Linked DNA regions of Mus musculus: regions 1, 2, 3, 5, 6 and 7 are each linked to region 4. A link is a contact called in public HiChIP or PLAC-seq and promoter capture Hi-C data. All regions are on one chromosome and are shown on one strand. The core of a region is the stretch at or near the end of the contact, and the rest is flanking DNA. Distances in the headings are between cores, read along the strand shown. Region 1 has its middle 230 kb from the start of Nnt. Region 2 has its middle 260 kb from the start of Nnt. Region 3 has its middle 270 kb from the start of Fgf10. Region 4 holds the start of Fgf10 (fibroblast growth factor 10). Region 5 holds the start of Mrps30 (mitochondrial ribosomal protein S30). Region 6 has its middle 20 kb from the start of Mrps30. Region 7 has its middle 66 kb from the start of Mrps30.

The links. Promoter capture Hi-C pulls out the DNA fragments that hold promoters and counts their contacts. HiChIP or PLAC-seq counts read pairs in DNA pulled down with a chosen protein or histone mark.
Region 1: a contact with region 4 is called in a promoter capture Hi-C map of the 3T3-L1 cell line, with 7 times the contacts expected there. The contact joins the enhancer-like site here to the promoter of Fgf10 in region 4. A contact is called at or near these places in 13 of 39 promoter capture datasets (the 3T3-L1 cell line, 3T3-L1-derived adipocytes, the C10 cell line and 7 more) and 1 of 9 other capture datasets (adipose tissue).
Region 2: a promoter capture Hi-C map of cancer-associated fibroblasts shows a contact between it and region 4, with 14 times the contacts expected there. The contact joins the enhancer-like site here to the promoter of Fgf10 in region 4. A contact is called at or near these places in 8 of 39 promoter capture datasets (the 3T3-L1 cell line, cancer-associated fibroblasts, frontonasal cranial neural crest and 4 more), 1 of 484 Hi-C or Micro-C datasets (embryonic fibroblasts), 2 of 115 datasets of contacts at active chromatin or transcription factors (the NIH/3T3 cell line and embryonic fibroblasts) and 1 of 9 other capture datasets (embryonic trunk).
Region 3: a contact with region 4 is called in a promoter capture Hi-C map of the 3T3-L1 cell line, with 4 times the contacts expected there. The contact joins the enhancer-like site here to the promoter of Fgf10 in region 4. A contact is called at or near these places in 8 of 39 promoter capture datasets (the 3T3-L1 cell line, 3T3-L1-derived adipocytes, cranial neural crest and 4 more) and 1 of 9 other capture datasets (liver).
Region 5: a contact with region 4 is called in an H3K4me3 HiChIP or PLAC-seq map of embryonic stem cells, with 14 read pairs. The contact joins the promoter of Mrps30 here to the promoter of Fgf10 in region 4. A contact is called at or near these places in 3 of 39 promoter capture datasets (cranial neural crest, frontonasal cranial neural crest and maxillary cranial neural crest), 1 of 484 Hi-C or Micro-C datasets (embryonic stem cells), 4 of 115 datasets of contacts at active chromatin or transcription factors (the NIH/3T3 cell line, embryonic stem cells and stem cell-derived neural progenitor cells) and 2 of 9 other capture datasets (adipose tissue and embryonic stem cells).
Region 6: a promoter capture Hi-C map of 3T3-L1-derived adipocytes shows a contact between it and region 4, with 7 times the contacts expected there. The contact joins the enhancer-like site here to the promoter of Fgf10 in region 4. A contact is called at or near these places in 14 of 39 promoter capture datasets (the 3T3-L1 cell line, 3T3-L1-derived adipocytes, the HPC-7 cell line and 10 more), 2 of 15 datasets of contacts at CTCF or cohesin (both in the NIH/3T3 cell line), 18 of 484 Hi-C or Micro-C datasets (the 3T3-L1 cell line, 3T3-L1-derived adipocytes, the G1E-ER4 cell line and 10 more), 7 of 115 datasets of contacts at active chromatin or transcription factors (the NIH/3T3 cell line, craniofacial prominence, embryonic limb bud and 4 more) and 4 of 9 other capture datasets (adipose tissue, embryonic stem cells, embryonic tail and 1 more).
Region 7: a promoter capture Hi-C map of the 3T3-L1 cell line shows a contact between it and region 4, with 7 times the contacts expected there. The contact joins the enhancer-like site here to the promoter of Fgf10 in region 4. A contact is called at or near these places in 4 of 39 promoter capture datasets (the 3T3-L1 cell line, 3T3-L1-derived adipocytes, the HPC-7 cell line and 1 more), 3 of 115 datasets of contacts at active chromatin or transcription factors (craniofacial prominence, neural tube and stem cell-derived neural progenitor cells) and 1 of 9 other capture datasets (embryonic tail).

The regions. Positions count from the first base shown.
Region 1 is chr13:119,176,682-119,180,678 of GRCm38.p6, forward strand. No RefSeq gene overlaps it. Among named protein-coding and RNA genes, the nearest start is that of Nnt, 230 kb to the right of the region's middle. Within about 2 kb of position 1,265, at least 39 of the 459 cell types and tissues checked have an H3K27ac peak or open chromatin away from gene starts, as enhancers often do.
Region 2 is chr13:119,142,673-119,146,239 of GRCm38.p6, forward strand. No RefSeq gene overlaps it. Among named protein-coding and RNA genes, the nearest start is that of Nnt, 260 kb to the right of the region's middle. Within about 2 kb of position 1,284, at least 31 of the 459 cell types and tissues checked have an H3K27ac peak or open chromatin away from gene starts, as enhancers often do. A contact at or near this core is called in the NIH/3T3 cell line, cancer-associated fibroblasts and embryonic fibroblasts, where this site is marked.
Region 3 is chr13:118,978,900-118,982,998 of GRCm38.p6, forward strand. No RefSeq gene overlaps it. Among named protein-coding and RNA genes, the nearest start is that of Fgf10, 270 kb to the left of the region's middle. Within about 2 kb of position 2,517, at least 9 of the 459 cell types and tissues checked have an H3K27ac peak or open chromatin away from gene starts, as enhancers often do.
Region 4 is chr13:118,712,985-118,717,066 of GRCm38.p6, forward strand. It overlaps Fgf10 (fibroblast growth factor 10), which reads left to right and starts at 1,715. Exons shown (of 3, transcript NM_008002.4): 1 at 1,715-2,727. The coding sequence starts at 2,400. RefSeq lists cis regulatory regions at 1-224, 316-952, 1,513-1,523 and a promoter at 1,746-2,399.
Region 5 is chr13:118,385,460-118,389,199 of GRCm38.p6, forward strand. It overlaps Mrps30 (mitochondrial ribosomal protein S30), which reads right to left and starts at 1,793. Exons shown (of 5, transcript NM_021556.3): 1 at 1,193-1,793. The coding sequence starts at 1,775.
Region 6 is chr13:118,405,412-118,408,934 of GRCm38.p6, forward strand. No RefSeq gene overlaps it. Among named protein-coding and RNA genes, the nearest start is that of Mrps30, 20 kb to the left of the region's middle. Within about 2 kb of position 1,725, at least 5 of the 459 cell types and tissues checked have an H3K27ac peak or open chromatin away from gene starts, as enhancers often do. A contact at or near this core is called in 3T3-L1-derived adipocytes, where this site is marked.
Region 7 is chr13:118,451,858-118,455,414 of GRCm38.p6, forward strand. No RefSeq gene overlaps it. Among named protein-coding and RNA genes, the nearest start is that of Mrps30, 66 kb to the left of the region's middle. Within about 2 kb of position 2,249, at least 5 of the 459 cell types and tissues checked have an H3K27ac peak or open chromatin away from gene starts, as enhancers often do. A contact at or near this core is called in 3T3-L1-derived adipocytes, where this site is marked.

The sequences.
Region 1 (3,997 bases), core at 15-2,514, 460 kb after region 4:
TTGCATGGAACTTTTTCAAGCATTGCATGATAAAAAAGAATACTACTTTCAAAGTGCAGTCTCAGAAAGAGATGTTGGTAGACAGGGCATTGTTGTCAGAGGTGGACTACATCACAAACTAATCCCCTTGGCTCCTACTCTCAACCTCCCTGGGCATCGGCCGAGGATCCTCACCTGGCTGTTCTAAAAAAACACAGGAAAGAGAAAATGAGAGATCAGGACAGATGGACACAGCCTTGGGCTAGGATTTGCTAGTCAGTAAACAGCTCTGACCTTAACTTGGTATCATATTCATATTCTCTCTCCCTCTCTCCCTCTCTCCCTCTCTCCCTCTCTCCCTCTCTCCCTCTCTCCCTCTCTCCCTCTCTCCCTCTCTCCCTCTCTCCTTCCCTCCCTCTCTCCCTCTCTCCCCCTCTCCCAGAGATTCTAATTCCCACAGGGTCTTCAGGTTGAATCACACGCCCCCACACATTTCTTATCATTTGAGTCCTTCCTGAAGAAATGCCCTCTCAAGGGAGACATTAAGAGGAAAAAATAAAGTCTTTCAGCCACCAAAGACATCCACTGGGTTACTAGCATCCAGTCGACTGCCAAACTCCTACTTTCTTGAGTATACCTGGATTCTCCCCTCTGCATTCTGATAGTCGCTCTCACTTGGGGCTAAACAAGGTTTGCCTTAAAATGCTTCTGAAAGCATCCAAAATATGAAATGTATCTTCTGTATAAAATACAGCAAGAAAGAAAAAATAATTCCCTTCCAAAAAAAAAAGACTAATCTTGTATTTAAAGCTAGTACCTAATAATAAAATTACAGTAATAATGTTTCACGGTTTTGTCCTCAGCAAAAGTACTACTGTGTGACTATTGAAACACTTTATATCATCAAATTGTGACAGTTTATCAGCTCCCACAAATGTTCTCCAGAGGTCATTTTCAAATCCCACGAAACCAGAAAGTGTGGAATAACCAAGGGTTTCTCCTGTAGAACTGCATTTGCCTTTGCCTGGGCCAACAGTCAAGGACTATTACTAAAATGTATGAGAGGGCAAGGCACCACATCAGATTTTATTCCTTCCCTGGGCCTTGTGCTGTATCTCACCAGCATCCACAACCAGCAGACTCTTCACCCCTCGGGAGCCCTGACTTAGCTAACTACCCTCTGCAGCAGCCAGCAGATGCCAAAAAGGGGAAGATCTGTCCCTCACAGCAGCTCCACCCTGCTCCCCGGCAGATTCCAGAGTTGTTCCTGGCTGTGGTTTTCAGACTTATCTAGTGATGTGTCACATGTTTGGGCTGTTATGTGATCCATCCTGGCTGCCTTGTGCTCCTAAAAGCTTTTTCCATTTGATGACTTTTATACATTCCAAACAGTTGTGAATGAGGTGCCTTATGACTCGCCAGTGCCAACATAGTAAAGGTCTGTGTGAGTAGAGAAACGGAACTCCTTCTCCAGAGCCCTTCCTTGACAACCAGTTGCTTCCCTGGGCACCACACGCAACTTCCAACCGCAAAAATCCCATCTTAACAACTCCCCCTACGCTTCCTTCAAGACCTGTTTTTTCCTCACTTAAATAATACTCACTTAAAGATTCTGTAATTACCAAATGCCACCTTGCCTCTTTCTTTGACCTCTCCAAGGCATGTGACATGGTCGTTCTTCCTGCCCTTGAAACTCATTTCTGGGGTTCTCCAGACTACTTAACCATCCCTTCCTCCCCTTCTCCCCGCATCTCTGCTCCTCTACTTCCCCTCCTCCCTTCTTCCCCTCCTCCCCTTTGCTACTTTTTCCCTTTTCTCCTCCCATTCTCCCCTCCCCTGGCTGCAGTTCCGGCTTGTGTTCATCCGGTATCCTGTAAACACTGGGATAACCTGAATCTATATCCAAGCTCCTTTCCTCTCTTTCCTCTCCTGCCTGCTACCCTCCAGTTATCACCCTGTCACTCCCTCCTAACTCAGCAAATGTTCAGGTCTCCTGAAACCCTTACATGAACTAGGGGCAGCACACTCTTCATATTGTCTGTGTCGTGTCGGCTTGACTCATGACTCTAAGTCTGATCTAAATACCTGATATTCTTGATGTTCGGTCATCTTTTAAAAACAGGATCTTTTGTTTTGTCCTGGTTATAGGGCAGATTCCCTTGGTGAAAACATTGACTCATAATGAAAAATATCCAGCAACCCTTAGGCTCTCGTGCTGGAGAGATCAGACGGTGTGTTTTGGCCACTCAAATAAATGAAGACCTCACATTAGAACAGAGAGGATGCCAACCAGGTCGGGTCCCCCTGACATTGATATCACCCCAGCAAAGACCCCAGATATCATCAAGCAACAGAAAAATGCCTTTAATGGGTGGTTTATTAATTATATGACAACATCTATGAGGATTTTTTTAAGTTGTTAAAAGATGGGGGTGGGGGTAGGGATGAGGGAGTAGGCAATAGTAAATAAACATATTACCTTCCCAAGCTTCAAACATAAGATCATTACCTTTCTTTTTCCCATGTTTTCATTCAACAAATGATTTCATTATGGGCCTACTATGTGCCAGACACTGTACCAAGAACTGGTGACACAGATGATTATAAGTCTAAGAGAGAAGCTGTGCAAAGAAAACAAATCAGAACACAATAAGATGGCATTTCCCAACTTTGTTTCAGGGAATTCTGCAGGCAGATGTTTCTCAAAGGAGATGTTTCACAGTCAATTAATCCTGGAAACATTGGGTAAAAACAAGAGGTTTTTTTTTTTTTTCCTGCATTCTGTCTAAAGACTTTAAATAGTCAAATATGTGTAATAAATGTGTAAGAAAAGTCAAAACTACCCAAAATTATTGACTGCAAAACAGGTTTACTGGTTGGTTGGATGGTTGTTCCTTTGTGCTTTTGTTTTGAAGAGAAACCCCAGGAAATGCAGTTCTGCAAGCAAGCCCAGCATCTTTGATCATTAGATGTGTATAAATCATGCTCAGGGAGGCAAGAAGGGTGCCTAAGACTTCAGTAATTAAAGACTCCCTCGTAGGAAACATTGTATTGATGAAGAGTAACTAAGACCTGCCCCTCTGTCAGTGGAAGTGGGGAAAAAGGCCCACCTATCTGCAGAAAGTGTTGGACTCCACCAGGGTTGGAGAGACTGATGCTAGCATTTCAGGTTCAGGTCAGAAGTTGTTTACTGAGGAGCAAATCCTAGCCTAGGGCTCTCTGCAGGCTCTAGTCTCTTCTCTTTTTCCTGTGTTTCCTAAGAGGGGTCAGGTGAGGGGCTACAGGCATAACCGAGGTTTTCTTATTTCCTTCTTTCTATGTTTACGGTGGTAGATGGTTCCTTAATTTTAAAATCTGCTCACATTTGCAATTCTAAAGCAAAAGATTAATTTGATCCAACTAAAACTTTTATCAATCTAAAATAATTCCATGATTCAGGTCATCCAGGTGCCACATGTAAGATATAAGTCCTTCCCTTAATAACTCTGTATACTTAACATAAGGTCAGGGATTCTGAGATCATTTTAAATTATACACCCTCACTCTACATGAAGAATTTACATTGAAGTGCAATATTTTGTGCTAAAAAATTCATACAAAGGTAGTTTTTAAATGATAGGACATATTTTAATAAAACAAAGGCAGTAATGAGGTGCCATGGATATTTAAGGCATATATAAGGATATGGAAACATTTCAAACATCTGTGTGTGTGTGTGTGTGTGTGTGTGTGTGTGTGTGTGTGTGTGTGTGTGTGTGTGTCTTGTATCAATTGGCTAACAAAGCATATCAGACTTATATAAGTCAGTTCTATATAAGAAGCTTATCCATTCTTTTTTTTTCCGTTCTTCCACGAGATACAGTATAGCTGAAGAAAGTCAGGCAGTTCAGGACTAATTCATAATTCCAAACTAGAAATATGATGTCTAAATGGCTCTGATTTGGGCATAATTTAAAGTGAAATATCTCTTAATGTAGTCCTGATGAGTTCTTCTGGGACAGATCAAAATGGGTTGTGC
Region 2 (3,567 bases), core at 34-2,533, 430 kb after region 4:
ATCAAATAACAATTTAAGTCTATTAGGTTGGGTTAAGTACATCTCAAATACAATATTAAGTTGGGTAGTCAGGAAAACAACTTTAAGATAATGGCCTCAGAACTAACAGATGAATGAAAAAAAACATACAAAAGAATAGGGAGAGAGACCCTCGGTGTGAGGGGTGACACTTAGAAAAGTTTCAAGATGGGAAGACCTAGCCAGTTTAAGAAAACGAAACCCAGTGTGACTCATGTTGTAAGGAGAGGGCAAGGGCAAGCTATAGGACAGCAGAGTCCTAAAAGAGTTAACCCCATGCTTGGTTGACCTCATAATGGCCAATAATGAGAGGTGTCATGGAACACAAGTATATAAGCAGATGAATGCCATGGTCTGATTTATACTACCAAGGAAAGTCTGTCTGAAAAATATTATTAACATAATTAATGTTAAGTATTTCTTGGGTACAAAAACAGAATTGCAATAAATGAAATCCCAGGCTTGGGTTTCTAGAGTAGCTTTCTCCCGTAGATTTTTCTTTTAAAAGAATCATCATCTGTTTATTTTCCTAACATAAAATGTCATTATTCATTTTATAGTTAAGGTCTGAAACACAGTACAGTTCATTTGCTTTCTATTCCTGACGTGTAATAACGATCATCCCTGTAGAAATACATCCAACTTGCAACTTTGTGGCTGCTGTGTAATTAAACAAGCATCTCATCTTACTAATTTCACTGAACACCTTCCCTCATCCTTCCCTTCAGATGGAAGAATTCCTCTGAGTGCTTCTGGAAGACAAAATGCTGCTTGCCAAACTACAAGCAGACAGGCAGTCTTGCCCTAATTGATGAATGGCATTAGTGTTACGAGTCACTAAGCTCAGAGCTGCTTTAGTCACTTGAGGCATTCAGTCATTTCCTAACAATGCAATGTAGGGAATGAGTGTCTTACTGCTTTTAGGAAACAGAACTCATAAATAAAAATAAGATGGTATTCAGGGTGCTTTGCTGACCTCACAGGACAGACAAGTCAAATAAACACCATCATGCACTTTTTCAGTCCAAAGATCTGAAGCTTAAAAGAAGGCAATCTTGAAAGCCAACGCATTAACCTTTGCCTCTCCATTATCTTATGCTCGACTTTGATAGAAACTCCTGAACAGCTACATCTCCTTAAACCTGGTAATCTCAAGAATAGCTTGGAGGACTTGGCTTGTCATAGGAGATGTTAGTGTGGGTTGGTAGATTTAGTGGAAACCTAAAAGATCATAGACATGTTTGCAGGACGATGAATGTTTTCCCTTACTCTCTCAGCAGGACTTCGTTGGCCACAGCCTTTCAATAACACTTTTTCCCCACAAATTGACTCACTCATCACCCAAAAGACATGTTTTTGAAGAAATCGACTAATTTGAGTGTTTTCCTAAAATTGTTAAGGGCAAGAAAATCTTTTTTTTTTTAATTCTTTTATTAGATGTTTTCTTCATTTACATTTCAAATGTTATCCCCTTTCCTAGTTTCTTCTCTGAAAACCCCCTATACTCTCCCTACTCTCCCTTCTCCCCAACCCACCCACTACCACTTCCTGGCCCTGGCATTCCCCTATACTGGGGCCTAGAATCTTCTCAAGACCAAGGGCAAGAAAGTCTTAAAGAATGAGTCCTTGTGCTGTTGAAGTGACTCTTGATGGCAACTGTCACTGAAACAATTCTGTCTCCTGATACACTGAAGGGACAACCACAGCTTTCTGTGTAAATTACCATCTGTGGTTGGCTTCCTTAACCTAAGGACAACCTATCCATGGACATCTTTTTTTTTTTTTTTTTTTTACTTAATGAATTTTACTCTAGCATCTATTCAGTTTTGTGTGTTTTGTTTCTTACTTGCTTTTCAGTCTTGGTGTTTGTTTGGACTGTTTGGTGTTTTAGAACAGGATCTTACTACACAACCCATGCCAGCTTTGAAGTTATAATCAACCTATCTCTGTTCCTGAGTGTTTATGCTTACAGGTATGTGCCATCTGTGATGTGAGGAGATCCTGGCTGATACTGTAATTGACCTCTTGTCAGAAAGTTAAAAATGCTAAAGTCCAGCCTCTTAGGCTGTTTGTGAAACATTTATTTGTTGTTCCTCACTGCCCCTGCTGTTACACTGTGTACACTAAGTCTGAGAATCCAGAAACATTGGGAGCATAGCTCATATCAAGCATTGTAATGTTTCCTTGCCATGTTGAAACTTGAACCCAGGGTCTCATACATGCAAGTCAAATTTCCATCACTGACATATATCTTATGGTCCTAAAAAGTCTTTACATGTCAGGAGCTCTTCTATGAACTGTAGAAGACATTACTTTTCCCCACAAAAAAATATCATTCTATTAGGCAACTATACCTTCTCAAAGCTATGCAATTCCATGAATTCTTTTCATGCTTGTTTCTCCCACATTAAACCAGCTAAGAAGGAAATTACAGAACACAGGCCCTGCCATAATTACAGAGATGACAAATGCTGGTATTGGGTGAGCACACGGGAGAAATTTAGATACACATGGTAAGGAAGCAAAAAGGCATAGATTTGGTTGAAACCAGATAATCAAGAACATTGAATACCATGACAACTAAGTTATTTGAGTAAACTGTGATAAGAAATAGTGCACTTACATGAAATAGGCAGTAGACATGTCAAATTTGATCAAGGAATTAAAGAATAATGAGATGAGAAAAGTCTCAATACATAGTAAATAAATAGCTCTTAAAATGAGACTGAAATAGTGGCACAAAGAGGAAAATATAAATCCAAAAGGCAAGAGAATCTGACAAACAAAGGGTGAGACCACATTAGTTCTAGCAGTAACAGTGAAGAAAAGACAACAGTGGGTAAACTGTTGTGTTTTATGTAATTGCAAACTCCTATGGCTCTGTTTTGAGATCAAGATGTATTCATTTCTCTCCTAAACCATATTCCTACTTAGATAAAAATCAACCAAAAGATCTATTTGGTCACATTTTAGGAAAGTTTCTGAACTACATCTGTTTTCATAAAATTGCATGGTGGTCACCATTCTGTTAGTAAGAATGTGGTGTGGTTTGGTTTTTTTGTTTTTTTGTTTTTTTTTTTTCCTGTATTACATCAGACAATAAGGAAACTTTGGAAGCTTTGTAAGGAAGAGGCGAAGCTGTAATTATGTCTCAAACATGATTCCCTCACGTTTCACTTTCTACATACAGCTTCTTTGAAAATGAATGAGTCAAAGCAGGAAATGTTCTTTCGGCTGTTACAAGAAAAGAACACAACGTAACAATCAAGTGTGAGATGAATCAGTATCACATGGCAGAGGTTATTAGGATGGGGCACACTGTTGTTCAAAGCAGAAGATACTAATTTCTTCCAACATCAAATGTTGTTCTGCTCAAACAGAAGATTGCCTACATGCAGTGAAGCAGGTCTTAACATTTTTCTTCTCTAACTTCTCTGTGCTGAGAAAAAATAAATAAACGCAATTATACCTTTAGCACCTTTTTAAGTCTTCATTTCCTTTTTAGTCCTGGAACACCACTCTGCATATTTACTCCCTCTGTGAGCTCAT
Region 3 (4,099 bases), core at 1,267-3,766, 270 kb after region 4:
TTCAGGTATAATGGTGCGTGCCCTTGATTCCAATACTTGAGATTCAGAGGCAAGGAGGGTTGAGTGTGAGAGCAGACTGCTCTAGATAGGGAATCTCAAGCCAGTTGGGACTACATAGGGAGACTGCTCAAAAGAAGAAGGAAGAGGAAGAGGACAAGGAGAAGGAAGAGGAGAATGTAAGGAGGGGGAGAAATGAAGAGGAGCAAGAGAAGAATCCATTTATTCACTAGTAAATAAAATTATTTAGTAGCCAATAATATATTAAAATATAGTAAACTGTTTCCTTGGATTTTAAGGGAAAAATGTATAATCTACATGAAGAAAAAGGCAAAGGAGACAGAATCAGTGTAGGTGCTGTAAAGCATTTTTCTAACCAACCATAGGCACAGAGATTGCTTACCTTCTGTTCCTATATTCCACCCTCTCCTCTTATCTCTAACATGAGCAAAATACTTAGTGATGGTTTATGTGGGGGGGGGCAGTGTGTGGGGGTGTGCACGTGCGCCAATATTGTGTCCAGGTATGGGAGCCAAAGTAAGAGCTCCACCTGCCCTAAATTCTAATCCCACTTTTCCTATGTTGTGTCCAGCACACAAGACAGCCTATGGGCCACCATAGCCCTTCTTTTCCTAGTAATAGGAAGAACAGGTCCCTAGTTTCCCTTGTATCAACCGGTAAAAAATCTGAAAGTGTTAAGAGTGCTGAGAAAAGATTTCAGGGAGCAGCTTGAAGTGAACTTCGGAAGGAGATAACGTTTTTCTTTGGGTACCTCCACTATCTTGTACTTTGCTTGGTGACATCACTGCCATAAATGTCACACATAAATCCCATGTGTCTTTCCTCACTTTTCCCTCTACAACCGTCAGATATCTTCACTGTGGCACATTAGTGTAAAATGCTTATGTTAGACTTTATGCTATCGTAAAAAAATCACATCTCCCTGTTTGCCTAACCTCTGCCCTCTCTTTCTCCTGAAAACTTGGTCCAGCTGCTTCCTGGAGTTTCTCAAAAGGACTTTCTCATGGTGCCCACAGACTCTAAAAAACCTAGCACCAGTGCTCCTGGATGAAGACTGAGCTCAAAATTGCATTCTTCCGTGTCTTCCTCCATAAACAATGATGAAGATTCACAGGCAGTTTGAATATTGTCATGTCTATTATCTGGATATTGAAAACTGCAACTGGAAGTAATTGTGTCTCTAGTAACATCTGTTGGAAAGAGAAGAGGTCCTGGGTTCTTCATTTCCTTGTGCCCCTAAGGCTATGGTTTTCAACCTTCCGAATGCTGCTACTCTTTAATACAGCTCCTCAGGTTGAGGTGACCCCAACCATAAAACTATTTCATTGCTACTTCATAGTAGTAATTTTGCTACTGTTATGAGTAGTAATGCAAATATCTGATATGCAGAACAGCTGATACATAACCTCTGTGAAAGGGTCATTCACTCCCCAAGGGGTTGTGACCCACAGGTTGAGACCTCTATAGGAATCTGATCAGCACCTTCAACAGGAAAGCTATGCATCAGTTAACATACATGCAATCATGGACACTCTGTCCTTTTTAACCAGAAAAGCTACCTCAAGTGAAACATTTCCAAACATGCTATCCATTCCATATGAATATTTTGTATGGCTGTTACTTTGTTTAAGAGGTCCATGAGCATTAATATCTTTACAATTCTCTCAAGAGTGTACGATTTTAGGACTGAAAAAAAAAACGTAAGAAAGTTAGAGAAGCTAAATATTTTCAGTGCTTCCGTAGCGGTGAAAGAGCGGTGCTGTTAACTGAAACACAGCTATTTCCATAGTAGACAATCTTGGCACAGTTACCTCATGTTACAGCACAAATGGGCATTTTAATTTCATAGAAATGTGTTCAGAGAAGCGTGCCATTTAAATGGACTGAGATGGGTTTCACGTTTCACTTAATTAATTTGTGGTGTGTGTGTGTGTGTGTGTGTGTGTGTGTGTGTGTGTGTGTGTGTGTGTACAATCTTGCATGGAGAGGGTACAGGTGCACATATGACCACATGCGTATGAAAACCAGAAGTCAGCCTCAGGTGTTGTTCAAGCTAGGTTTTCAACTCTAGAAATAAGACTCCCACAAATGTAGACAAAACTAAAATCCAATTCTTTCCCTCACAACCATGCTGTCTTTTAAATGGAAAAGGGGTCATGGAAAACACTCAGGAAAGATCTGTTGAGTGATAGAAAGAATTACGAAACTAACTTGATTTACTGTCATTACATATCTGTAGGAATTTTGATGTGGCCAAGTTGATGCCATGAGAACTCTACACTTTCCAGGCTACTCTGCCGGCCTAGTTGTTGCTTCTGTGCCATGGTCATTAGGTCCTGTTAAAAGTCCTCAGAAACGTGGCATCTAAAGTGCTAATTCAAAGACTTCGGTAGCGTGGCTACGTGTAATTATAAATAGCTGAGCATGTTAGGTGCCAGCTAGCATCAGCCACGCCCAGTGGAAACAGATTGCTATTGTGTATGGTCTTTGCTCAACCGCATGGAAATGCTCCTTTAACAGAGCTCTCTAAGCAGTTTTAAGAGACTCAGCTCCACTCTCCCAGACTACAGGGAAGAAAGCCATGTTCTTTGAGTAAAAGAACCTTCTCACATGTTGTTTACTCTCCGTTTACTCTCCGGTCTCCCCATAAGCCACACTGGGGTATCCCTTTGTCACCCACAGGAACACAGTGCTCACACGTGGCCCTTCCCTGCTTGTTTGCATTTGCCTTGTAAGACCCAATTTTCTCTAACTGCATCAAGCCATGCACTATAAATCACATTTGCATCCCATTTAAAGCATAAACCACAAGAGACACTGAAGAACAAAAGGAACCTCCAGCCCAGCTTTGGAGACAAAACTCCCACACATTGATAATTGGAAGCACATAAATCAGTAAGCAGGCAAGTTCTCAAACTGCTGCCTCCCCTTAAGTCACTGGTCTCTCATCCACTTTCAATTCTGACAGTAAATCCCATCAGAAAAGTGGAAATGGTAACACTACAATTCTGCATAACAGCAGAAACGAAAACAAGGTTGTAGGTTACCTAACCAACTTCACTTCACCTTGTATGAGCACTTGTTAAGAGGTCAACTCCCATGGTTAGAATCCAAACTTGGAGTTTGTTTTAAAACATCAGCTGGTTACTAATAGGCTAAGGTGCATCCTTGGGTAAATAAGGCTCAGTTTAGAAGGCCAAAGTATTTTCAGAACTATAAAAAGTAATTTTGCCCCCAGCTTATATAAACAGTTCCTGTGAAGAGTGTTTGATTTTCTGTGTGTGTTTCATTATCCACCCAAGTTCCATAGTTCAAACCAGCTCAAATGCCTTTACAATACAGTCCCTAAGCTTAATTACCATTTAAGGTGTAAATCCAATGGAAAGTAGAAAGCCTTTCATTGTGACACAGAGCAGCTGATTCTGATTTGCTGCTGGACATAATTCTATGTGCTCTGCACACAGAGGTATTCTACAGCCAATAGGCTATTTATCTCCCTTTTACGAAAACCAGTAAGAAGGCAGTCCCCAGTCACAGTTTTTTCCCACTTCTAAAGAACCATCAGGATATTAACACCAGTCAACTTTAATGTCTGACTTGTCAGAAATGGTTTAAACGGATAATTATTTCCTACAAGAGGTTGAATGTGTGTCTGGCTTGTACTTGTCTGGCAGCAAAAGTAGGATTTTAATTAGATTATCAGAGGGCTATTTGTTAAATTTTGGAATGCTGATAAAATTTTAAAAGCCTCTCTAATCTGGAGATAATTACCTTCAATCATTAAACTTGTTCTTGATTTAAAAATCTGAAAATGAGCCTGTTAAGCCTTCAGCAAAATAGTAAACCTAATAAAAATGAAAATAACACTGCCAAGCTACCAACAAACTTGAGCGGCTACTAGTCCTAGAATCCGCGCAACTGGTGGGAATTAAACTAATGTTCAGAGGAACCCAATGCATCTTGAATGAATTCTGGCCTTGGATAAGCTTTGGGACCTGCTTCGGGAAAACCAAAAGGAAGATTTACACTTCGATAAATCTTTGAAAAGTGCCCAGAAAGCAAAACTTCCTTATGTTTCAAG
Region 4 (4,082 bases), core at 465-2,964:
TTTAATTGTCTTTCTCCAGTTCCCAGTGAAGACTGAAACCCAGTGCGCATGACAGGGTTCCTGGCTTGTGTGTGCAAGCTCCTTTTGTAAATTGTTTCTGAATCACTATGCCAGTTGCTAACTCTCAAATTCACCTTGAAACCTCTGCTTCTCCCTCAGCCATTTAGGTTGAATCATGTGAAATCACCACCACCGTATGATATTGACCATTTGTTTTGCTTAGCCAGAACACAGATGTCTAACTGCCTCCCACAACAGAGTAATATATGTTCATGCAATCCTTCCAGCCAGCCGTTCCCTAGTTTAGATATTTTTCTTAAGGAAATGATCTCTGGTACTCAGAATTGTATCATACTCAGGTAGGAATGGATTATTACAATGTTTCCTCCTGGTACCTTTTTGTTTTGGGCAATAGTTTCCTGGTCTTGTGCTGACTTCTGTCTGTGTCTGGGTTGAAAGTTTGTTTCTGAGAGCAGGGGTAGAGTTGGGGGTTGGTGTGCACAAGAGTGTTTGTGAAAGGTCGGTAGGTAGTGAAGCTGCGTTGTAAAGTAGAGCCCTTTAAACATTAAGTTTGAAGATGGGCGGGGACCTCCTCTTTATGGTAAAATGCAAAGGAAATTGCATAGAGGAAAAAAAACAGGCAGCAGGGGATTTGGTCAAACTCTGTGATAAAATCTGCGATCGCAGGAAAGTGCGTAGGCTTTGAAGTCCATGCGTGATTCTGTAAAGGACTCGTGTTACCAATTAGAAATCAGTAACCTGGGTCCCTGATTTCATTTGCGCCAAGAGAGAGGCTATGTTTAAGGGTGACGATAAATCTCCCTGAGCTTAAAAAGACAGAGAGGGCCAAAGTGTGAACTTTTTACTTCAGCAACGGAAGCGAGAAATCAATGATTCATTAAAACCCGAGACCTCCTTGGAAGCTGGCAGGAGAGGAGGAAACGAAGCTAGCTCATTATGTCTCCCTTCTCGATTTTAGCTTCTATCAGTTTATAATCTGTTCTTGGAGAGAGTTTGCCCAGAGCATCCTCTTCTGCCTTCTCCCCAGCCCTCTTCCCTGCTTCTGGGATCTGGAAGGCAGAAACACATCCACACACAAAAGCCAAGCTCCAAACTCTATTTTCGCGGCCAAAAGGAAAAAAAGAAAAGAAAGAAAAAAGAAAGAAAAGGAAGGAAGGAAGGAAGGAAGGAAGGAAGGAAGGAAGGAAGGAAGGAAGGAAGGAAGGAAGGAAGGAAGGAAGGAAGGAAGGAAAGAAGAAAACTACAGTGGAAAACAAGTGAGCAAGGGGCTCCCTGTAGGGGAGGGGAGTGGTTCCCGCCGGAGGGCAGCAAAATTCGGAAAGCACGCGGACAACTCGCGCTGGTGGCCAGCGCTGCGAGCACAGGACGCCGGAGCCGCAATTAGCAGGAGCTGCAGGCTGCGGGGCGGCTGCGCCCACGGAGGCGGCGAGGAAGGGACCCGCAGCCCCCAGCTCAGAGCAAAGGCATCGCGCACTCCTCTCGCCCAAGATCCCCCCGCCCCCTCCCCGGTCCCTTCCCCCCTCCCTTTTCTCTGGCGTTCCCAGCAGCTTAGGGTTTCAGATGTCCCACCGCCGTTTGACCCCCTCCCCCCCTTCTCCACCCCTGCAAATGAGGTTTGACCAGCAGAGGCAGAGCCCACCTCTGGCTGAAAAGCACTGACATTTAGACTCCAGGCTTCAACCTGTTTACAAGCGGCTTTCCAAGGGACTTGGAGGTGGAGAGAAGGGCCCAACAAAACGCCAGCCGCCAGCCGCCCCCCAAACAAGAAGTGGCTTTCGGAAGACTTCACATCAACAGGCACCACCAAAAAGAGAAAGGAAGGAGAAGACAACAGCGCCTGGGCAGCTGCCTCCAGTTCTGACAACTCCAAAGAGACACTTTTTAAGTGGCCAGCAGGCTGGGACTCTGCAGAGAAGGACCAGAAGGTGCCAACCGCAGAGGGGCGCAGATGTCTTCCTGCACCCCCACCCCACCCACTTTGGGTTTTGTTCACCGTCCTGTCATCTGTTTTTCAGACCTCTTTTGCATCTAACATGGTGAAGAAAGGAGTGAAGAAGAGAACAAAGTAACCCCCGGGGGGAGCGAAGAGCTCTGGTGACCGACACCACCAGTTCCTACTGCCGCGGCCACCCACGTCCACTGTTCACCCTGAGACTGGAGAGACGCAGGCAGCGGATCCGAGGACGGAGCGAGGACAGGCAGCCGGTCCTTCCTAGAAGTTATGGATGTTGGTGCACTCGCTTCTGGCCAGATCCGTACCCAGAGGGAGCTATCCAGAAGCCACCACCTCCAGCTGTCTCTCTGCCTCGCAGCAGGTCTTACCCTTCCAGTATGTTCCTTCTGATGAGACAATTTCCAGTGCCGAGAGTTTCAGTACAATGTGGAAATGGATACTGACACATTGTGCCTCAGCCTTTCCCCACCTGCCGGGCTGCTGTTGCTGCTTCTTGTTGCTCTTTTTGGTGTCTTCGTTCCCTGTCACCTGCCAAGCTCTTGGTCAGGACATGGTGTCACAGGAGGCCACCAACTGCTCTTCTTCCTCCTCGTCCTTCTCCTCTCCTTCCAGTGCGGGAAGGCATGTGCGGAGCTACAATCACCTCCAAGGAGATGTCCGCTGGAGAAGGCTGTTCTCCTTCACCAAGTACTTTCTCACGATTGAGAAGAACGGCAAGGTCAGCGGGACCAAGAATGAAGACTGTCCGTACAGTAAGTAACAAATGCGTGCTCCTCTCCTTCCAATTATCCACCCCCACCCCACGCGGGGAGGGGGGGGGAGACAGAATCTGTTCCAGATGTGGCCAGCTAAATATTTATGTCCCCAACCCCTGTAAAATGATGAAGTGGAATACTTTCACACTAAATCAGCCCCCTCCCGAGTATACATTGTGCGCAGCATTTCCTCCACCATGCAAGCCTCCTCCACATCCCTTGCAACCCTGATTCCCTGATCTCTCTAGTCTGTCACTCACAGGATCACTCCTGGTGCTGTTCAGTTGCTGCTGCTAGGAGATGCCCCATTCTGTCTCCAATACCTTCCCCCATCTCACCCAGAGGTCTCCTTTCCCTCCCTTCTGGAAATGGCTCAAGTAAACACATTTTGTTTCTTTTCGCTGGCAATCTTAAGAGTTTTTGGGACAGACTCCTCAAGCTGAAAATAATTATCCCGTGTCAATTATGGGAGCTTTATGGGAACTTTAAGGAAGAAAAGTCACTTCCAGTCCCCAGCAAAAGCCCCACCATTTCTAGATAGAGGCCAAAGAGTTTATTTTCCCTGGTTTTGACTTTTTTTTTCACCCCCTCCTTTTGGGTCCTTCATTTCGGTTTGAGTGATTGCAGTCCATGAAGTTGGTCTTTCGGGCAGCACCGCTGCTATTTGTCTCCTGCCTGCCTTCTCTTGGTAACATGACGCTCATGTCTGCATTGTCAATAGCATATGCGCTGCTTTGTGGTGTCTTGTTGTACTGTTTCTTCTGAAACCTCTCATATTGCAGAGGCATAGTACTACAGCATTGTAAACATCTGGGACTGGATTCACGCAGACCTCACACAAATTTCATTGTCATCCTTTTATTTTCAAAGTAAAAGCCCACGTCTGTTTCCAAGGCTGTATCCCATAGGGCGAGGCTGGTCTCCCCAGCACACATTCTGCAGGGGATCTTTGGATCTCTTTCTCTCCTTTTTTCCTTTCTCTCTGGTCTTTCTTTTCGTTCTGTCTTGTGGGGGTGGGGGTGGGGAGCTGGGGGGCTGAAAGGGGAGGAAGAATGGGGAGAGAAGGGGTGGGTACCATGTCTCTTCTTGAATCAAGCCAGCCAAGCCAGATTATTCTGCTGGCTTCCTTTCCTGGTTACTTTCAAGTGCTGTGACTTATTCATCCTCCACTGATTGTTATTTGAAAGGATCCCAAGGCTATGTAATGGCACACTGAAGACAGTAGACAATGACATTTAAACATCTTTAATGACCGCTTGGCTTTATCTCTTTGGTAAATTCCAGGTCACCTTTCAAGGGGAACTTTTTGTGTTAGTTCTTTGGGAATTCTGAATATATATTGGCCAGCAAAC
Region 5 (3,740 bases), core at 543-3,042, 330 kb before region 4:
GCATGTCTAAGATATATACATATTAAAACTGAGAATCTAAGAATCTGAGTTTCATGCTTTATCCATTATGTCTCAAATACAGTACACGAAAACTTCATTTTGCTCCCCACTGTAATTGACACGATTATTTAGTTAAAACTAAAGATGCTAAAATGAACAGCAACCACTCACCGGAATAAGATGAGAACTGATCAGTATTCCGTTTACTACCAGTCTAAAAGGTACATACAATTCTCATCACTGCCATTTTGTACAAGATGAACTTAATTTCATCTGAACAAGGTTAAGTTTTCTAAGCCACCAATGGAAAGTAGTCAAAAGTTCCTCTACCTTCCTAACACACTACTTTTCTTGTACACACAAGGAAGGGAAGTAATACAGACACTATAAGATTCAGTTTAGAACACATCTACAGCCATGATAGAATTAATTCAATAATTACTAAGACACCTTCTGGGTTATAGACATAAACGGATTACAAACACATTATCAGCTGGGGTGTAACTCAAAGACAGAGAGTATTCTAGTCCCTGAGTTCAACCTTCTGTACTACCACCCCATCAAAACCAAACAAAAACATACATTCTTTTTCACGTCCACACTGAACGAAAATTTCTGTTTACTGGGACCAAATCTTGACCCCTCAACCTACCAGATGTTGGGCCTGAAGGCAGCAACACTTACCGTGTGTCTTTTTCACTCTTCATTTATAAAATGAATCCATGATATGTACTCTGTTATTATGAGGATTAAGTAGGTGGCATTTAGAACATTTGGGAAAGGGATCGACACACAGTAGTAAATGCTAAGAAAATGTTAGTAACGCTGATAATATCTTATTTACCTTTCGACATTCTAGGGCCAAACAGTATTACAGTAATTCTCATCTTGATATTAAGGCAAAGTAAGAGAGGTTGATGTTTTACCCATGGTCACCCAGCTTTCGTGTGAAGCAGTCAAAAGACAACCGTCTCTTAGAAACTTTTGGCTGCTCAGACACAAAACCTGATCAAAGCATGGAAACGTGATGAGCTTCGGGTGAGACTAAACTTTAACAAGTAGTCCTTAGGAGGGCAGGCCGCCTGAAACTTGGTCCGTAAGTCCTAACTCAGTGAGTGCTACTGAACCTGCAGGAAAGCTTGGCCGACGGCGTCCCCACTTCCCCCGTTCAGGGTGGGAGTTCCAAGCTCACCGAGAGCGGCAGTGCTCAGGACAGGGTTGAGTGGAGCGAGCAGGTTCACGAGCGTCCTCACTACCTGGTCCAGGATGGAGGAGGCGAGGGCCTGGCGACGATCGAAGAGGGAGCGGGGCCGGCGGCGCCGCACGTAGACCTGCTCCTGCAAGATGCAGTCGCACACGGCGGCGCGCAGGGCGGCGAGGTCGAGCGAGGGCGGCGGCGGCGACAGCGCCGGGGCGGGCGGCAGGCCCGAGACAAACACGGTCTTGGTGAAGCTCTGGTACCAGCGGTCGGCGTTCAAGGCGGAGATCTGCGGATGCACCACGTACTTCTTGAACTGCATCTTGGTGAGAATCCGTATCTTCTCGTCCACCGAGGGGGCCGCGTGCACCGTCGCCTGCCAGCGCTGCACCCGCCGCTGCCGCGCCGCTTTGCTGTCGGCGGTCATGGAAGCCACGATCGGCGGGTACCGCGCGACGGGCGTCGCCACGACCTCCAGGTCTCTCACCTCCGGGGCCGTAGCGGACGCCTTAGCAGCGGCATTCTGGGACAATCCCCGGCCGCGGGGCACCAGCTTCCAATACCTGGCCGCCGCCATTTTCGCCCGCCGCGACCCGGAACTTGAGGTCAACTGGCAGGAATTGTTCCTCTTCGCTTGCCGTAGGGACCAATCGCTTCTTGGAGGCGGGTGCTCTGAGTGTCTGTGGTGCGTTGTGTCATCCAGTTTGCAACCAATCAGTATGCTCCTTGAAGTTTGTTGTATTCTTTTTGAGTATTTGTCTGCGATAAAAATTCGCTTACCCCAGATATTTTCCCACCGGTTATGCTCTGAAGAATGAAACAATTAAAGTCCTTGCTCGTAGGATGTTTTAGGAACTCGCACTTTTTTTCACACGCAAACATTCAGAAATATCCTCCAGCCGGGCGGTGGTGGCGCACGCCTTTAATCCCAGCATTTGGGAGGCAGAGGCAGGTGTATTTCTGAGTTCGAGACCAGGCTGGTCTACAGAGTGAGTTCCAGGACAGCCAGGGCTATACAGAGAAACCCTGTCTCCAAAACAAAACAAAACAAACAAACAAACAAAGAAATATCTTCCAAAGAGAAACTTAAAATCCATACAGTTCTGACGTCATTTGTGTACCTCATATAGTCTGTTACCCTCCATCACCTTTAGAACTAGAATTTTATGAAATACAACATGTCTTTACTTATTCTTGCTAATTATAAAAATTATATCAGCATCACTTACCTGTGAACGCGACTAAACTTTAGGAAAACTATTTCATACATTCTTCAGTGCTAATGAGGTAATATAATTTATTTTGAAACGGGGAAATGTGTTTTTAGTTGAATATACAAGACGTCGGGGAATACATGAAATAAATCATACTAAGCAATTTGTTTGAATTTTGCTGTGTATTAAACTCTTTACTAGTTTGAAATGAACTGATTCTTTACAATAAACTTAATAAAGAAGCTATTACTTTATTTTTCAGCCTAATATGATTCAAATCTTTTCAGTTGCATGCAAGGAAGCAGACATAAAGCCAAAAGCTACCCACTGTCTTAGGGGCAGAGGTGGTACTAGGTCCCAGGTTGTCTGCTACTCAAGCTGTTTCATTTAATGGATATTTATGAGTGCGCCCTATGTGTTACGGTGCTAAATGTCTTCTTACTTAGTGAGCCAAAGAGACCTTGCATTCTTTTTGTTTTGTTTTGTTTTGTTTGTTTTTCGAGACAGGGTTTCTCTGTATAGCCCTGGCTATCCTGGAATTCACTCTGTAGACCAGGCTGGCCTCGAACTCAGAAATACACCTGCCTCTGCCTCCCAAGGGCTGGGATTAAAGGCGTGCACCACCACGCCCGGCTGAGACCTTGCATTCTTAACAGGAAGGAAAATCGTAATCATAATACATAACTTTATGATTTATTATAAACTCATAGGTGCCATGGAAAAAATAAAGTGGGTAAAGAAAAATATCAGTGTGCTCTAGTGTGTGGGTAGATGTTTGCCATGTAAAAAGCCTGACCAGAGGACTATTTTTTTGTAAAGATATCATTTGAGAAATGAGTCATGAAAATACTGGAGAGGGAGGTTCCAGAAGGAGAAACACATGCAGAGATTCTGAAATGGGAGCATAACCTGAAGATACAAGTGGAATGGCCACGTGAATGAAAAAAAAATATAGATAATGGGTATAACAGAAACCCAAAACCTTAGTAGGCACCCAGACATTAGCAGAACTGATTTCATAATAGAAGGTGAATTCAGGCCCTAAAACTCAACACATAGACAAGAGCACTCGCCAAAATGGAAACAAAGATCTAATCCATTCAAATCCATAGTTCTGGGGAAAGTCTCTAAATTTATTAACCTTGCTTTTTTGGCTTCAGTTCCATTTCTGACTGTTTTTGTTAACTGATATATGTCAACTCAGGACACGTTTTTTTTGTTTTTTGTTTGTTTTTAATTTTATTATTATTATTTTTTTGTAGTTAAAAGCTCACCCTGGGATCCCTTGGTGTAGTTGTTGATCAGCTAATAATAAAGACTTTCTATTG
Region 6 (3,523 bases), core at 475-2,974, 310 kb before region 4:
GAGCATTATGTTTGTTTAAACTCACCCAGACTTTACTCAGCAATTTTACCATTAGTGCCACTTTTAATGTTTGGCTATGGTTTTGTCACCTGAGTTTAGTCTAGAAAAAATATGAGATGGTAGAGATGTGAAATATCGTTTGCTTTCTTCTCTTATTGCTTTACTCATATACTTATCTATCTATCTATCTATCTATCTATCTATCTATCTATCTATCTATCTATCTATTTATTTGATCTACTATCTATGGTTTAGACAAAGTCTCACTTAGTAAGCCAGGGATGCTTTGAACTAGTGGCAATTGTTTTGCCTCATCCTTGTGAGTGTTGGGAAATCAGTCATTCACCACTACACACAGGCCTCATTGCCCTTCTAAACTTTGCATTTGATTTTCAGTCTTTTTGGAAAGAAAATTGTTGAAAAAATTAATCAACTACATCTTATTTTCCTTACTAGCTTATAAAATGTCCACATTAAAATGTTGGTTTCCATATTTGGATCTTTAGATGAGCATCATCCAGGGGGACTCATTGTCTTTCTCAATTATCCCATTTCCATCCCAGGGGTCATTGAAGTAGCTAGCTCAGCAAAAAAGCCCAGATGAGAGTTATTTATTACTTGATGTCATTAAACTAATGAATCATGGGCTTTCTTTCCATGCCCAAGATCCACAGTTATCAGTCTTTACACACACACACACACACACACACACACACACACACACACACACACACACACACACATGCACACACACACACAGTCACACATGCTCACACACACGCACATAGACAAACATCTGGATTGAGCCCAGGCAATTTTTCTTCCCAGTATAACATGACTGTGGGTGAATGGTCATTTCCTTTAAATGAACAATCTAGCTATTTGTCCTTTTTTCTTATCTCTATGAAAATCATAGTACTTCAATATGTCGTAATTACTACATAAATATGTTGTTATAAATTATGTACATTACTGTGTTGCCAGAAAAGTAAGTTGAGCAATGTTCACTTGCAATCCTTGTGACGTGCACCAATTTTAAATTAGGAAACTTTAGGCAATTTATAACTTATTTGAGAAGTTGGCTAAATAAATTCCACATTTGTGAGCATGTTGTCAGATTATATATACACATTTTTTCAGTAGAGCCCTGTTTCTTGATATCTGCTTGATCCATAGGATTTTTCAGCTTTTCTTTTTAGCTTAGTCTTTTAAAATATTGATTTCCTTACTAGAAGCCCAACAAATATATTTTATTTTGGTAATTTGCTCCTTGAGGATAGTTTCTTAAGGTACACAATGCCTTGGGCCTCTTAATTTATGGTCTGACATAATACATTTCTCTCTTTAAGAGGCATCTTGAAGTATTCGATCTTACTAACCCTTAAAGCACACTTGTAAGGAACAAGCACAAACTTGGTAGTTTTCTTGAGTTTAATATCATTGATAATGCTTTTTATCCAAAGGACAGATTATTCTTAATTTTTTTATGATCCACAGTTTTAAACAGCAACTACTGTAAACTCCTACTCGGCTGATCTCTTTCCCAAGAGGAGAGTTAAGGTCAGTGATGATACATGTTCCGGAACATGTTCAGGAAGGAGTGAGAGCTCCACTAGGAGCAGTCCCCTTCACTTGTCTTTTCTCATCCTGGAGATGTGGGGAGAACTATTCACCAGTGTGGTTGCTGGCTCTAGATCTGCATAGCTTCTCTCTGGACCTCAGCACAAGCTGGGCGTTGGGACAAGATCTCTGAGGGGGCTGGTGGATGCTTGCCGCTCAGCAGTGTGCTCAGGGACCATGAATGTTCCAGAGAAACATCGCAAAGGTTTTGGCCCCATTAACTAAGAGGTTCTAAACTCTCAATCTGTTTTGTTGACTCAAATGAAGCAAGGTTGCCTCTAAAGGAAGGCCACTGAACACTAGTGGATTTATAAGCAATGTGTATGATGGAGGCACGTTTGTTTCTAAACTTGATCAGCGAATAGCTCAAGTCTCATGCTAACTTGAATTGATGATACAGATTGAATTCTACTTCTTCTTCTTCTTCTTCTTCTTCTTCTTCTTCTTCTTCTTCTTCTTCTTCTTCTTCTACTCCTCTTCCTCCTCCTCCTCCCCCTTCTCCTCCTCTTCTCCCTCCTCCAACTATTATCTACACACACACACACACACACAGTCATTTTCAAGAATGCCAGCTAATCGAATGGTATATTGACTTCCATTTCAGATGCTTTTATCACTATTTTTCCTTGTAATTTTCACAACAGGATAAGAAAAAAAATATAAAAAGCCATACATGATTTAATACAACCCTAGTGCCAGGCATGGAAAATACCCCCTATAAATTGTTGCTTAGGGGAGTCAATGAATCCCTGAAAACAATAAATGCTATTACCATTGTCCTTGGCTACACCCCAGAAATTGCAGGTAAGATCCTATTGCTAAACACACCGTACAGTTTTGATACAGGTCTTGAAGAGAAGGAGTTGGAGCTAACATGGACGTCCCCTTCCTGAGAACTGGCCCTCATAACAACTCCAAAGGTGATTGGCTAGCTGCCTGAGGATAAAACCACTCAATACTTTATAGCTGTAAAGTTTGTGGACCACAACAATGACCAGTTTGCCAACGTATCTCCACTAGTGCAACAGTGGCACTATTTGGGGGTAAGTAATCACTATCTAATTGGACTTAAAGTCTGGTCAATATGAAAGAAGTCATGCAGGTTGCTGTGAATCTAGCCAAATGCCTGTCGCTGATGTCATAGACCTTGGAGGAGAACTGACTACTGTCGCTTTCCTTAACCCATATAACTTCTAATTCCATTTCAAAAACAGATATCCACAGATAAACATAGCACTCACTGATAAATAAAGGGTCATTGCTTTGAAACAGATAGTGACCTGCTTATTTCGGAAGCCAATAATTACCCAAAATGCAGAGAATTACAGACAATATGATAACTGATACCTGTACAAAACAACCTGTACACTTAACACTCAGGGTTCATCATGAGTGTGGGCAGATAGATTTTAAGAGTCAATGGATGGGGAAATCTGCTGTGAGATACCAGCTTCTATATATTACACAGAAGCTACACTTGTTAGCAAACTTTGGGAGGTGACAATCTGTGGTCCATGTCAGGTCCAGACACCCATCCTCAATAAACAATTTTAATGAGTCACATTTAAAGTAGAAAGCAGAAAGGCAGTTTTATTCAATGTGGTCATATTGTGAGGGCCGTGAATATGCACAATCCAGGTCAACGCTTGAGTCCCACCACTGACCCATCACTGTCTGGACTACAGTCCCAGCTATACAGTGGGCTGACACATGGTTATAATTGTGTAAAATTTCATTACAGAAGACATATTTCTCTTTTGGATGGCTGTAGGCTTATCTTCTCCCAGCATCAGATTTCCGGGAAAATTCTCATTCTTTTTTTTTTTTTTAATTTTTCTTATTAGGTATTTTCCACATTTACATTTTCAATGCTATCCCAAAGGTCCCCCCTACCCACCCCCCC
Region 7 (3,557 bases), core at 999-3,498, 260 kb before region 4:
AGAGCACCTCAGTGAATGAAATTTAAAAAAAAAAAGAATTTTGAGATCTTAGTGATTGAATAATTGGAAAGATCTTTCAGATTACAGAGTCATGACTGGCTATTGGAGTAAATTCTTTGATTCCCCAGGCCATTGACACATGGTGTGGTGTTTTTACAACAACAATTCCATTTGGAAGGTTTGCTGACATCACAAGCCATCAGAGCAGAGAATGGGAATGAGGTACCCACTTGATTGTGCTTCCTCCTACTGATTTCATGCAATGACCTTGCAGTCATTAAGTATAGGCCAACTTGCACTCTCAGACCTCAGGCAACCCCCTTTTAAAAGTGATCATTTACTCCCCAACATTTCTACTAAAATTTGATACTCAAAGATCACTTAATGGAGGGAACCAATTTATCCCTGTCCCTTGGGTGGTCCCTAAGGGCAGTTTTTATTTTTTTTATTTATTTTTTTCATTTCTGTTTCAATACATTTACAAAATGCTTCCAGGCTCTGTGAACTTGGTTATATAAGAAGGTTATGGCAACAAAGACTGTTTTCTTTGGAAAATTTTAAGAAAGTGCTGACCTTCCTTAAGTATATAGCAATCTGAAAAGCCTAAAAGCCCAGATGCTTAACACTGTGAGAACCAGCGCCAAATTCTAGAACCAGAGGCATGAGTTAAAGCATAGCATGTAATGAACCAAGAAAAGAAGGAACAGATCTTTCCTTCTCTTGTTTTATGTCCTGTAGTATAATTCAAAGCAAAAATTTATTCACTGATTCTAAGGTATTTTCAGGAGACAAAGGCCTGGGAATGGTCCTTTAGTTTCACACATGAGCAAAGGAAAAAAAAAATGGAACCAAGCCAGGGTGACTTTGGAGATTCGATGAGGAACAAGAGCTCATTAGATGTCTTAGATGTCAGGAAGATCCCAGATGCTTCTGTGCTAGCTACCAAGCATCAGTGCCGAATGACTAATTATCTGATTCAAGTAAGACAAGACATGCCTCTGATAGGAAATAGTAGGCATTGCCTCAGATCTATTACTCTTAGAGTCAGGACATACACATGAGATAACAATTGTTTATCAAATAAGGTGTTTTCTAAGCAAGAACGTCCGGATAAGGGATGCTGTTCACTGAAAGTGGGTAGAGAATACGGAGGCAGAGGCCATCTGTGCTAGCCAGCACCCACAGAGGTAATTACAGACAGCAGCCATCTCTACCCAGGGGAACCAGGGAGAAGACTTAAGATTCACTTATCTCCAGACCCACAGGAATATTGCATTTTTTATTTATTCCCTCTTATGCGTCTGTTTTGATGATGCATAGAATACAATAAGCCTTTTGCTTGGCTCCTTGAGCATCACTGCACATTTAGAGAAACAAATAACCCAAATAATGAAGCAAGGAATAGTCTTTAACTACAAAACCAGTGTTTGTGGTATACTGATTTCCCTGTACCCAGATTTTACTGAAAATTTTATACACATACTTATTGCATAAAAATCAGACTAGGACTATATCAAATAATGAACTGTTATACATACAATCATTTTCATGTTAGTGAGTCTTTATTTTAATTTCTACTCTATATTTCAATATGTTACATTTTATCAGGATAGTGTGAACTATCTCAGCTAATGCACAGTGAATTTCACATGTGGAATGCTTGTGGGGGTATATTTTTAAAAAGTAATTGCAGACACAAAGGTGCCCTGTGGGCTCTGGGTATATTCATACCATATAATCATAAAGAACAATAGAAAGAAAAAATGAATTGTTCTTTTCTCTTGCTTCAGTTTCCTATTGAGTAAAAATTTCTTCATACTGAAGAACCACGAAGCAAACACTGATAAGTGAGTATTACGGTTTTAGTGATTCTGTTGGTAATTATCTACCCTTTAAGAGAGGTCAAGTTCTCAAGGAGCTTAGGGAATTGCAAAATAGATTGCTAAATATCTTTTAGCCTAGAAAACTTGTGGGAGAGATAATAGAGGACTGGAAATAAATACCAGGATTATTGACGAAAAGTGAGAGTGGACGTTCAGCTTTAATTTTTAAAATCTAGAAATTAAGTAACTTGGCTTTGACACAAGGCTTGGTATTAGCAAGCTCATCATTAGGTTTTCTGCCTTATGCACACATGCACAAATGCACACACACTTATATGCATATCGTTCTTAGTAGTGACTTGAAATCTACTGTAGCTCCCCTCCAATTGGAGTGAGTGATCAGTTCTCCCACTTGTCAGTCATGTAGCTCACGGAAAGAGTAACACAGCTGGCAGATCCAGGACAGTACTCCAGAGCTTCTGCTTGGCTGGGGCCTAGATGCCAGATTAAGTGCAAGGATAAATTCTATCAAGAATACATTGTAGTCCAACTATAGGGTTGCAGACTCCTTCAGCTCCTTGGGTGTTTTCTCTAGCTTCTCCATTGGGGGCACTGTGTTCCATTCAATAGATGACTGTGAGCATCCACTTCTGTATTTGCCAGGCACTGGCATAGCTTCATACGAGACAGCTATAACAGGGTCCCTTCAGCAAAATCTTTCTGGCATATGCAATAGTGTTTGGGTTTGGTGGATGATTATGGGATGGATCCCCAGGTGGGGTAGTCTCTGGATAGTCCATCCTTTCGTCGTAGCTCCAAACTTTGTCTCTGTAACTCCTTTCATGAGTATTTTGTTCCCTATTCTAAGGAGGAATGAAGTATCCACCCATTGGTCTTCCGTCTTCTTGATTTTCTTGTGTTTTGCAAATTGTATCTTGGGTATTCTATGTTTCTGGGCTAATATCCACTTATCAGTGAGTGCATATCTAATGACTTCTTTTGTGATTGGGTTACCTCACCAAGGATGATATCCTCCAGATACATCCATTTGTTCAAGAATTTCATAAATCCATTGTTTTTAATAACTGAGTAGTACTCCATTGTGTAGATGTACCACATTTTCTGTATCCATTCTTCTGTTGAGGGACATCTGGGTTCTTTCCAGCTTCTGGCTAAGACTGCTATGAACATAGTGGAGCATGTGTTCTTATTACCAGTTCGAACTTCTTCTGGGTATATGCTCGTATCTGTAGCTGCATATGTAGCAGAAGATAGCCTAGTCAGCCATCACTGGGAAGAGAGGCCCCTTGGTATTGCAAACTTTATATGCCCCAGTACAAAGGAATGTCAGGACCAAGAAGTGGGAGTGGGTGGGTAGGGGAGCAGGGCGGAGGGAAGGTATAGGGTACTTTCAGGATAGCATTTGAAATGTATATAAAGAAAATATCTAATAAAATAAATAAAAAAGAATACATTGTAGTCAAGTAGTCATTGAGGGGGGGGATATGATCTTAATCTAGAAATGGGCAGTATAGGACTACAAAAATATGCTTACCACCTTTCAATTCTACCATTAAAGCAATATATTTGGGGTAATTCTTCCCTGTTAGGCATTCCTCTAAATTTTGGAGATTTAACATGATCTAAAGAAATACCAGGTTTTGGTTTTTGTTTTGTTTTTGTTGTTGTGTTGTTGTTTCTTTTGTTTGTTTGTTTGTTTTGTTTTTTTGGATA